3 separate regions of the Mus musculus genome follow, and regions 2 and 3 are each linked to region 1. The links are chromatin contacts, called in public HiCAR-type and promoter capture Hi-C maps. All regions are on one chromosome and are shown on one strand. Each heading gives the region's core, a stretch centred on a gene start, on an enhancer-like site or on the middle of the called end of the contact. The rest is flanking DNA. Distances are from core to core; before and after follow the strand shown. Region 1 holds the start of Tmem220 (transmembrane protein 220). Region 2 holds the start of 2810001G20Rik (RIKEN cDNA 2810001G20 gene). Region 3 holds the start of Elac2 (elaC ribonuclease Z 2).

Region 1 (3,869 bases), core at 651-3,150:
GATGGGCCATGCTATGGTGGGGCTAAAGACCAAATGGAGGAGCTCCGACTTAGCTTGGGAAACAACAAAGGGTTTGAAAGCGGACAGTGTTGTAGAGGCAGAGGAGGCAGGAGGCAGATAGAAGAGTTATAAGGCTGTCTTCAGGGGAAGTAAGGGAGGGCTGAGTGGGAACGAGCAAAGGTAGGGTACTCAGGCACTGTGCATGTACCTATGCCTAGAATGGATGCTGCTGAATTCTTTTTTTACTTTTGACAGCATCTCAGGGCAGTGATGTTAAAGGCAACAGGTATTGAGTGAAGATGCCTAGTAGCTCTGCTGAGAACAGAAATTGCTGGGTCAGTCAGGAGGTGGACGAGGCTTAGGGAGGAGGTGTTCTGTGGGATCCCAGACAGGTTTCACAGAGCAGCATGGTGGTGCTGGTGGCTATTTGGAGCCATCTTTTAGAGAATCAACATGGAGCTTCCTGAGGGGATATATGAGATATGATTGTGAACTCAGGCTATGGAGCAAAATGCTGAGGAGGTCATCTAATTTGGGGAGAGGGGACTCTGGATAACAAGCAGTTTCAGGCCATGGTTCTACTGCACCAACATTCAAACCAGGCTAGAACTCAGCTCTGCATTCCTGGTGTTCTCACTCACTGCTCTCTATACAGTGAACACTGTCCCCAAACCCAAGAATGAGTTTCTCAGTGATACTGTGCAGTCTGCCTCCAAGACGGTCTATTGTTGTCTGAGAACAAAAGTCACAGATGGATATAACCGGCACACATCCTTGTTACGGCTGTCATAAAGGTTAGCATAATGTATGTCAAATGACTAGCATGTTGTAAGTCCTTAGCAAAGACAGGAGCTCTTACTGTCATGCCCGGTGTAGTCATGGGAAGTGGGAGTCGCTGGTATAAGCTCTCTCTGCAGAAAGACTTTCGTGTCTACAGAAAGTTCAGAATTCACATCTCCATCAGTTATATGATCAGAGTGATTTCCCCCTCCGATGCGAAAAATTAGGGACATGAGCTCACAGAGGTATTAATTTCTGGGTTTTAGACAAGAGTCCCAGGATCAGAGTGTAGTCGTGTCAAATGGAGGAACGTTTTGCAAGTAGCTCATACTCACCACCCACAACTCTGCATCTGGATCGTTTACCTAGAATGTCAAAACGTCAAGGTGTTAGCTCACATTAGATCCATGTATCCTCTGTCTGGTCTGGCCTTGTGTTTACTATTCATTGCGAAGAACTAGGCGCTACAATGGGCTCAGGGTACATAACACCATGAGCTAGTTTAGCAGTCTGCACATCCCGATGGCAGCAGGGACTCTCCTCTCGGTTGAACACAACAGGTAGATCTAACCACCCAGCCATGCATCTTTTGAAAATAACTGCTTGGGATTTCCTAAGAACTATTATAGTGTATATGAAAATCCTAGGTCCCAAGATACGAGGGCAGTCACCCTGAGGATGATCAGGAAGAGGTCTAGGAAGGGTAAGGATGCTGTCTATTCTATTTCCACTTTCCTCCCAGGCGCTAAAACCCATCTCACTGAGGCTGAAGATTCGAAAAGGTGTCAGAGCTGCGGTTCTGGGCCCCTTTCTAAGTGACCGGCTGCACAAACTTGCACGCGGGGCCGCTAGGTCAAGCTCTGAGTGCGTTGCCTAACTACACATATTCATCCATGTTCTTTCTGCTTGAAAGGACTCTGTGGGTCCCAATTCGGCTCCACCCTGAGAACTGGTCGCCCAGGCTTCGCGGTCCCTCTGCCAGCCCTCCTCAGCCCGCCTGACCTGCACCACAGCGGCCAGGGCGAAGAAAGCTGCCATGAGTGCGTTGCAGGCCCGCCACAAGCCGGGAGCCCAAGTAGCCACTGCTGGCGCCATGACCTGGAAGCCGGAGGAGCAGGACAGGCCCCAGAGGGGCGTGGCCAGAGGGCGAGGCTGGGCTAGCGGGGCGGTACCCAGGAGGGGCGGGGCGTAGTAGGTGGGGGAGGGACAAGGGGCAGGGCTCAGACAGCGGGAGCGGGGATACAAGGGCGAGGCGAGCCCTTCTTCCCTCCCCGCCCTCCTCAGGTCTAGAACGGTCTTGCGGCGCTCTCTAGTGGATAAAGTGTATCATTGGCATGTGCCTTTCTTTTCCCTTATTCTTTCTCTCATTAAAAAAGCAAATGAAGCCGGGCGTGGTGGCGCACGCCTTTAATCCCAGCACTCGGGAGGTAGAGGCAGGCCTGGTCTACAAAGTGAGTTCCAGGACAGCCAGGGCTACACAGAGAAACCCTGTCTCGAAAAAACAAAACAAAACAAACAAACAAACAAACAAACAAAGCAAATGAAAGAAACAAAACAAACACAACAGAACAAACCAGAAACGCAAATGAAGAAGAGAAAGGAAAAGAAAAAGGACGCGCTAGCGCGCGTGTTCTGGTTAGGTTTTGTTTTTGTTTTTGTTTTTCCGTTTTCTGTGAAAGGGTCCAGTGGCTGTCCTGGAACTCACTATATAAAACACACTAACTTCAAACTCACAGTCTGGTCTCATTTACACATTCATAGTCCTAAATAGTGCTGGAATTAGTATTTAAGTGCTTCTTTTTAAAGCTCCCGTGCTTCCAGAGGGAGGAAAACATTGCGACATTTCTGAAGTGAGTTCCAGAGGCAGCTCCCTTTACCTTCACGTGCTCTCATCATATAAGATATTTATTTATGTATTATACATATTTATATTTCTAACCCATCTGCAAAACCAACGTTTCCAACACTCATTTGCTATGCATTTCTTAGAAAGGGAAGACTTGGAAGTATTGGCAGCTCTCTGCTCACTTATTTCAGCCAGTTTCCTGTTGTGTAAGCTACGGAGTAGCTCTTCTTTGGGCTCATTTACACATGCATAGACCGAATCATTGTTATTCTAAATAGTCTTTGTCACCTCAAATCCTGCATTTTGGGTGCCTGACTGTTCTGCTTTCCTTTTAACTAAAAGAAGAAAAAGATCAACTTCTCAGAAGTGTTTTCCATTCAAGGGCAGCCTTTAGAGCAGCACTTCTCAACTTGTGGGTCGCGACCCCTTCGAGGGGGCCAAAGGACCCTTTCATAGAGTTCCCCTAAGACCACCAGAAAGCAGATTTGCATTATGATTTATAACAGTAGCAAGATTACAATTATGAATAGCAACAAAAATAATTTTATGGTTGAGGGCCACCTTTGTTGTGATCATAAAAAAAGAAAGAGCTATAAGAATATGTTCTGGCAGGGTGTGGGGAAGGAGATGTCTCCGTGGGTCCATGCCAAGGTATCCCTTCCCTCTGAGGGACCAGCCACACAACAGTATAGTATGGAATAGTTTATTTAGGGCGCAAGGAGGGGAGTAAAGAGGGCAGTAGAGGCAGGGAAAGGCAAAGAGAGAGAGGGTAGAGAAGTAGAGGTCGGCCATGACCACGTGGAGAGAAAGGAAGTGAATGGGGAGAAAGAGGGAGCAAGGGGCAAGAAGCAAGAGGCAAGAGAGTAAGAGAGTAAGAGAGAGAAGAGGGGCCAAGCAGCCCCTTTTATAGTGGGCCAGGCCTACCTGGCTGTTGCCAGGTAACTGTGGGGGTGGAGTCCAGACAGAATACCAACAACCATAACATGAGAAACTGTATTAAAGGGTCACAGCATTCAGAAGGTTGAGAATCTCTGGTTTAAACTGAAGGAACTCCTTGTTTGGGGAATATCATCTGCTGGGTGCCTGGCATAGCACAAGAATGGAATTCCTTCCTCAGAAAAGGGAACACCGGGGTGGGGGTGGGGGTGGGGAGCTGGAGAGATGGCTCAGCAGTTAAGGGCACTGATTGCTCTTCCAGAGGTCCTGAGTTCAATTCCTAGCAACCACATGGTGGCTCACAACC
Region 2 (3,869 bases), core at 752-3,251, 2.9 Mb after region 1:
CTGAACTGTATGTCAGCCACCCTCCGTTAAATGCTTTCCCTTGTAAGTGTTGCTGTGGTCGTGGTACTTCTTCACAGCAAGGGAACCTCTAACTAAGACAGAGTTGGACAGTCTTTAGACAATTTCTATGAAAATAACACCTATTATCTCCATAATGTATTCATGTATGAAATATATGAAGATACTTATATACAACTATCTTCATAAAATTTTACATCTACAAAATTGGTATCAACTGTCTACACTAAGGTTTTAAGTATATTGAAAGTTGTATAACCACCCCACAATCAATTTAGGACTATTTTCATTTTCTCTCTATCTAAATGAGCCCTGTACCCACCAGCGACATTCCTCTTTTCTCTCTACTCCTCCCACTAGCACCAGGTAATTACTTACCTACTGCCTCTCTTTAATGACTTAAGAATTCTGGAATTTTCATACACATGGAAACTATCTAATACATGGCCTTTTGTGATTGATTTCTTCAACTTAGTATTGTTTTCATGGTTGTAGTATGTATTTGCACTTTATTTTCATTTCATGGCAAATAGGCCAGTATGTGGATATGTCACAGAATATCAGTTGATGTATAACTTGAGTTATATCCACTTTGGGATATTATGAGTGAATGAATGCTGTCATTTGTCTTGGGAATATACCTGGGAAAGGCACAGCTGGGTCAGGAGGTAGCGCTGTGTTTAACTTATTGAGGAACACCTAAACTGCTTTTCCAAAGTGGCTACAATATTTTATATTCCTATAAACAATGTATCAGGATTCCTACTTCTTCACTAACTTGTTAACTCCTGCTATTGATTAATTTTGTTTATAGCCATCTTATAGGTGTACAGTCCTATCACTTTTTGGTTTTATAACACAAATTTTAAGAGACAACTATAAAGAGATAGGAAGTACAGTAGACTGCTATACAATCTACAGTTTGAATCACGCAATCTCTCTAGCCCTCAGGTTCCATACCATGTAACCATTGAGTTAGGTATCTGAGATCTAGTTTGTAAAGGGCTAACTTATTTATGATGATCAGAGTTCCAGGAACAGTGGGTCTAATTAACCAAGATAGCTGTAAAGCAGAAGGCCTCCCCTAAGCAGCACTCACTGTTGGTGTGATTAGATCCCAAATTGTGCTTTTCATTTGTTGATTTAAGGTTTGTACTTTGTAATATTTCACTTAACACAGCATTTCAAAGTGCTCGAAAAACAGTGGATTGAACAGTTGTTAACTTTTCAGTTATTCACCAGAAATCCATCCTCTTCTTCCTTAGTCTAAGATTAATTTGATGGGGACAACCATTATCCTAGGTCCACAGTGATGAACTGTGATGGGCCTCAGAAAATCCCATTCTCTGCTCTGTCTTCCTGGTAAACTGGAAAACTCTCACAGTTCCTTCTACTGAGCAGCAAGTTGGCTCTTCAAAGCCTTTCTTTAGCCTACTTCACAGAAATGCTAACCTCATTCCATAGCGCTTTCTACCTTATCCCTATCGGGATGACGCTCACCATGACCAGTTCTTGCTGCAGAGACACAGTGCGTGCTCTTACACAAACTCCTGTCTCAGTGGCCCCTGATCAGCACCTGAGGTGAACCACAGAGATCTCACCTCATCGCTGAAAGCAAACACAAACTGCCCTTGTAAGTCATGTTTTGCTCTTTTAATGAGTTTCTTTCTTCCTCGTTTTTTTACTTACCAAACTCCACGAGAAGCCAACAGCCTGCGCAAGATCAGCCTGGGTGACAACTGAGGAGGCATTCAATTCTTTCAAGCTCAGGGGACTGCCGGGCCGGGCCGGACTCCAGAGCCCTAACCCCGCCACGACTCGCCTTCCGCCCGCGGGCTCCGACGATCTGTCCCTCCCGGGCAGAGAGCTCACCTAGTCTACATCTGGAGCGTCTGAGGGGAAAGCGAAAGCTCTACCATCCGATCTTTATAAGCTCCGCTAGCCTAGCTTTCAGAGAGCGCTGGGAGCCGGAAGTGACAAGAGGAAGTCCCGCCTCACTCAGAGGGCGGGCTAGCAAGATGGCGGCGCCCAGGAGCCGGTGAGGTGAGAGGCGTCCTGGGGTCCTGGGGACTGCTGCACCAGTACGTTATGGCCGCGTCCCCGCACACCATTTCCTCGCGCCTCCTCACAGGTATTGTACCCGGTTGGGAATGATCGTGGACGAATTGTTTTCTTTTTTGCCATGTGCGGTACCGTGTTGCCGGCCGCCTGCAACCTTGGAAGCCCTTGGCTTGTCACTTGGCAGGGAGGTGACCTTTAGGGTCACCTGAAGGGACGAGGCCAAGTATTGTGGACCAGCTTTGCACCGTAGGCCAGGTGGTCCCTAAGGCTTGATATCCCGTGCTCTTTGGAGTTTCAGACAGTGCAAGATGGAGGGACAGGATAAACCATGGGGCTCCACAAGCCTGGCACATGAGAGCCGCGGTTCCTGGCCACCGCCTTTTAATGACAAGAAGCGCACCTCCCCCCCCCCCCCCCCCCCGTTAAGGAGCTGTCTTCCAGCTTAAAGTGTTACCTTAATCACCATGATAATGATAACTGCCAACTGAATCCCATTGAGCCAGCGCTGTACCATCAGTATGGCTCCTTCCATCAGAAGGACTTTTGACAGATGTGTGTTTATCACAAACTCTTGAAAAGCTCCTATATTTTACCTTTTCAGGGAGGCCAACCTTAGCACTCTAACTAAAATAGGAGTCTTTATCCTTCTTTTCTTATATCATATTAATTTATCATGAATAACACACGGTGTAATTGTTCACACCTGCAGTACAGATGTGCAACAATTTAGTGTGTTCCTCCCAGTAAGAGAAACACTTTGTGAAAGTAAAGATAGTCTGTCTCCCTGGTTCACCACTGTATCCCTCATGCCCAGAGCAATGCCTATGTGCATTGGTGATGCTCAGTCATTTGTGAATGAATGAGATTGTGCTGGTAGAAATTTTAAAGAGGAGGTTGGTTTTGTGACTAGTATCCATGGATGGTGGCAAAGTGATCTATAGTACAGACAAGATAGTGGAAGCCATTGTGTACCTTCTCACAGCCCAGAACCATCCTGTAGGCCTCCCTGTCACTTACACACTGCCCACTGTGTCTGGCTGACTGTGGTGATCACTGTGCTTCTGTAGAGCTCTTTTCTCCCGTGCGTTTGTATGATCCCAGTGCAGATCATTTGACTTTCTTTAATGAAACATTTACGCGTCTATAATAAGGTAACTGAGCTAGGTGATCTCAAAGGTACCTTCTGGCTCATAAACCAGGGCAGGAAGTGGAAGGGTGGGTAGAAGAGACAAAGTTGGGCAGTACTTGGTAATTGTCAAAGCTGTGCGTTGAGTGATAGAGCCTCCTTGGACACCTCTTTTCATATGACTGTCATTTTCTAAAATAAAAAGTTTATGGGGTTCTTCGTGTGTGTGTGTGTGTGTGTGTGTGTGTGTCTGTTGTGAGTCTTTCTTGACTCACTTCTTTGTTACTTTCTGTAATCGCTGATTGTGAGTATTCCTCGATGCAGACACTCGGTACTCATTCTTAGAGGGCTCATCTCAGTGCTGGACTATCTGTCTGTACGGACGCTTCTTCTTTGTATACAGATTCCTCAGGGCAACCTTTCTTTCTACTTTTCTGTTTGGTATTTCAGCTTCTTTTTTTTGGGGGGGGGGGTTCGAGACAGGGTTGGTTTCTCTGTGTAGCCCTGGCAGTCCTGGAACTCACTTTGTAGACCAGGCTGGCCTTGAACTCAGAAATCTGCCTGCCTCTGCCTCCCTAGTGCGGGGATTAAAGGCGTGTGCCACCACTGCCCGGCAGTATTTCAGCTTCTTCTAGGACAATTCTGTTTTGACTCTTAAGTCTCA
Region 3 (3,869 bases), core at 906-3,405, 2.0 Mb after region 1:
GATCACACACACACCACACAGGGAAAGCTTAGGGCGGGAAGCAGTGCCCTGCATGTACACCATGTTCTGGCTGCCACACAGGGGAGGACTGCTGAGAAGTAGGAACTGACAAGCAAGGCTAATTTGGTTCACAGAGAGTGAAAGCTCAAGGAGGAAGAAGAGAAGCTAGAGACAAAGTTAGATGTCTTAAGTTGAATAGGAAAGAAAGAACGCTGTAATTCATGAAGTCCTTCTTTGGTACCATAGTGAGTGATTTAGTCCCTCCCATGTACCACTTCACGCAATTCAACTTTAACAACCTATGGATCATTCTGGCCACTTTATAAATTAAGAAATTGGGGCTGAGAGGCAAAGTAGCTCACCCAGGACCACACAGTTAGTATTTACATACTATGAAAGGAGATGTGTTTAACTCCACTACCTGTTATCCTTGAGGGCAGAAGGTTAAGTTACAAAAATGAAGACTGCTACCATTTTTAAAGGAGGTGGTTTTAACGGGTGACCAGGAGACACTCACCAGCTGTGGTGGTCCAGACAGAACACATTTGGGAAGCCCGGTTTCCTTTAAAGTTAAAATCATTCCTTAAAAGAATGTAAAGAGAAAATAAATAAAAATCCAGCACTCTCAACTTAGCCTGCAGGCCCTGTCCGGTATGTGGTATGTGTGTGTGTGTGTGTGTGTGTGTGTGTGTGTGTGTGTGTGTGTGTGTGTGTGCATGGTGGTGGGGTGCTTCTGGCTATACTAGTTATTTACCTACGTGTCCCTGTTCTAGGGTATAAGCAACTATACAATACATAAAGAGAAAATAATGTTAGCATTGATCTAACCATGCATCAGAGCAGGGTCTGCTATGCAAGGGGGAGGAGGGCACAGTCCACTACCTCATTCTCTCCTCTGCCCATACTACTATGCTTTCAAAATCTGGCAGCCACACAGTCTGGATGACAGTATGTGTCTGAATCCAGCTGCAGAGTCTGATCAGCACCCACCACAGCACTCTGTTGTTAAATCTGTGGTCCAGGTGGAGGTTGTAACCATATCAAGGCCTACTTTTCCGAGTCTAGGTTTTCACACCCCCTACTCAAGCTGACTAAGCTAGTGTACCAGGAATTCTATCTCCCCTGGGCTAGGAAGATGAACAAATGAGCTGCAAGCCATGTTAAGCCCCCAGAAACTTCCCACCGGCCCCTGACCTCCAAACACATACTCACCACACAACCCCCCAACATTTGACCAATGCATCCGAGTCAGAAAGATGTTGTCCAAGCGAGCGACTTTCAGTCTAAGAAAAAAACATACATTTCAGCCAGATGAAACAAAGACGACCAGAGACCGTGTCTGCTGAGAAGTCTCATCTGCCTCTCACCTCAGCTTTCAAGCCCATAATCATCTCCACCCCAGAAGCCAGGAGTTGACTCACTTGTGTTCCTGCATAAGTCGTTGGACGCCTTCTCCGCAGTTAAAAAGGTACCTACAGGAGGAACATTACTGTACTTACAAGTATACTCTGTAAAATGCTTTACTGTAGATACAGCGACATAAATGACAGGGTTCTCATACTGCCTAGTAGGTTTTGAGCCCTCTTTGGTTAGTGACGGAAGAGTGTAGTTTGGTATAGATCAATGGGGAGTGATGTCTTTCCCCATCGACTTATGAAACCGGTCTAGCCCACACACTCACGGTGAGGCCCCCGCTTTGGGATGGTGATGGTGAGAGTCGGGGCACGGGAAGTTTTGCCCGGATACCTGAAAGCCATGCTGACTAAGGGAGGTAAGGGATATATACAGGATTGGACAGGAGGCCTCCCGAGCACGTGGCGCTGGGGCCAATCCCCCAGGGCTGTCGGCCCACTCTGACCTGTTGTATTCCGAGAAGACATAGAGAGCAGCCCCCGCGTCCCGGCCGCCCGCCGCCACCACCTGCAGGTACACGGTGTTCGGGCCCCCGGGACCCGGGCCGCGCTTCTCCCGCGTACGCAGGTGTCGCAGTGGGTCTTTGGATGGCCGCGGCCGACGAGCCGAACCCTGCGACATGGTGCGCAGGCCAAGGGGACGCAACAGTGAGCGGAGCGCCCACATGCACCCGACCACACCAGGCTGACAAGGCAGCCAGACCCCTCACGCCGCCACAAGCACCGCCCCTCCACCGCATGGCGGAACTGACCAATCAGCGCGCCGCCGCGCTAGCTGCCCGCCCATCCAAAGCTCCGCATCCAATCGTAACGAGCCTTGGAGCTCGGAGTCTGTCAATCAAGGTGGACGTAGAGTAAGCGAAAGCTAGAGCGTCGCCGGAGGCCCCGCCCCCCTCACCGGTTCCGGCTTTCCCTGTTGACGTTTTCCGGTTACTGTCACTTGGCGGAAGCGGGACTTCTGAGAGTGCAAGTACTCGAAAGGCATTACTGGGAAAGGACTGAGTCTTTTTCAGGTTCATCGTCTTCTGTCAGGAGCTCTGCCCTTCGACAAAAGTATTCCAAGTTTGCATTGTTCTTGCTTATGATGATGGTGACGATCTCATGGGAGATAGATCTGGCTAATTTGATTTCCACCATAAGAACACATTTCAGATGATATTCTTTGTTTTGGCGTGAGAATAGAGATGAAAAGACTAAGTAAACTTCGTAGTGTTGCGTCTTATTGCTGTTATGAGCCGGTCCTCTCTGCCTTGCATTCCTTACTTCAAGACGGAAATAGTTTAACAGTGCTTATCTTTGGGAGATATTTAGAATTAACATGGCTGTGGGGACCTCGAAAGTCGACTTAGGACACCCCAAGACCAAGTTCTCAGAACAAAGGAGATTTATTTTCCCCAGAGAGACAAAAGGCAGTGAATAAGAGACAAAGAAAGAAGATAGAGACTAGGACGAAGAGAAAAGGGTCAAGAGAGAGGAGAGAGGAGTATTTGCACCCGAAACACGAAGGGCTGCCTCTGGATAGGGAGGAGACCGACCCATAGGCAAATAACAGTTCATAAAGGTTAAAAAAAAAATCCGATGTTAGGATAAGTTGGTTTGTTTTGATTGTGTATATTAATTACATAAGCCAAAGGGGGCTTTTCAAGGGGCTGGACTTCAGTGCTTTGTTAGCTGGACCTTAGTGGTCAGCCTCAAGAGGAGAAAATGGTCAAATAAGGGAATAGACCTTGGTGTCTAGCTTTATGGATGTAATCTAATGATTTTTAGCAAGATGGAGGGTATGGCGGTGAAGCCAAGGCCTGCCAGAGTCGTATTTGGCATGCTTGGTTGGCTAAAGGCCCTTTGATGGTCGGTGCTTTGAGTGGCACTAAAGAGATACGCAGAATAAATAATAGAAATTTATGGAGAAGAAAATGTTGCCACCTGCAGGAAATGTATTTAAACAAGTATTCAGGGAGACTGTCAGATGTCTGAGGCTGGACTGTCAGGTGGCTCTGAGGCTGGAGCTGGACAATCAAGATAGTGAGTTGGAGGTGAACCTGGGGCTACATGAGACCCTTTCCCAACTTGGGTGGATGGGCAGGAAGACACACACACTTTTTTTTTTTTTTAATGCTGAGACCAAATGGATCGATCATAGTTCAAGATCACTATTTTTGAGAGGTCGGAGTTTCTGTTGCCAGCACCTACATGGTGACTCACAAGTTATCTTCTGAGACTCCATTCCCACAGAAACTCACATCTTCTGACCTTAGCAGGTATCAGTTAGGCACCTGAAGTACAAACATACATTCACAAAAAACATCCATATACATTTCAAAACAGTAACATCCAGGAATGATGGCTCCCCTGAGGTCAAGCCCAGCCTGGGGTCCTTAGTGGATCTAGGCTAGCAGAGAAAGAGGGAGGGCAGACTGAGAGGATGACTATGTGCGAGTCACTGTAACATTCCGTGTC

The links. HiCAR-type assays count read pairs that join an accessible place to other places. Capture Hi-C pulls out chosen DNA fragments and counts their contacts.
Region 2: a HiCAR-type map of astrocytes shows a contact between it and region 1, with 6 times the contacts expected there. The contact joins the promoter of 2810001G20Rik here to the promoter of Tmem220 in region 1. A contact is called at or near these places in 1 of 39 promoter capture datasets (pre-B cells) and 1 of 115 datasets of contacts at active chromatin or transcription factors (astrocytes).
Region 3: a contact with region 1 is called in a promoter capture Hi-C map of adipose tissue, with 5 times the contacts expected there. The contact joins the promoter of Elac2 here to the promoter of Tmem220 in region 1. A contact is called at or near these places in 3 of 39 promoter capture datasets (erythroid cells, hippocampal neurons and pre-B cells), 4 of 115 datasets of contacts at active chromatin or transcription factors (astrocytes, embryonic stem cells, large pre-B cells and 1 more) and 2 of 9 other capture datasets (adipose tissue and liver).

Annotation. Positions count from the first base shown.
Region 1 is chr11:67,023,185-67,027,053 of GRCm38.p6, reverse strand. It overlaps Tmem220 (transmembrane protein 220), which reads right to left and starts at 1,900. Exons shown (of 6, transcript NM_001291042.1): 1 at 1,783-1,900; 2 at 1,116-1,145. The coding sequence starts at 1,875.
Region 2 is chr11:64,077,616-64,081,484 of GRCm38.p6, reverse strand. It overlaps 2810001G20Rik (RIKEN cDNA 2810001G20 gene), which reads right to left and starts at 2,001. Exons shown (of 2, transcript NR_033780.1): 1 at 1,708-2,001. Cox10 (heme A:farnesyltransferase cytochrome c oxidase assembly factor 10) reads left to right here and starts at 2,013. Exons shown (of 7, transcript NM_178379.3): 1 at 2,013-2,149. The coding sequence starts at 2,107.
Region 3 is chr11:64,977,321-64,981,189 of GRCm38.p6, reverse strand. Elac2 (elaC ribonuclease Z 2) reads right to left here and starts at 2,155. Exons shown (of 24, transcript NM_001362983.1): 1 at 1,859-2,155; 2 at 1,422-1,472; 3 at 1,213-1,283; 4 at 518-582. The coding sequence starts at 2,079.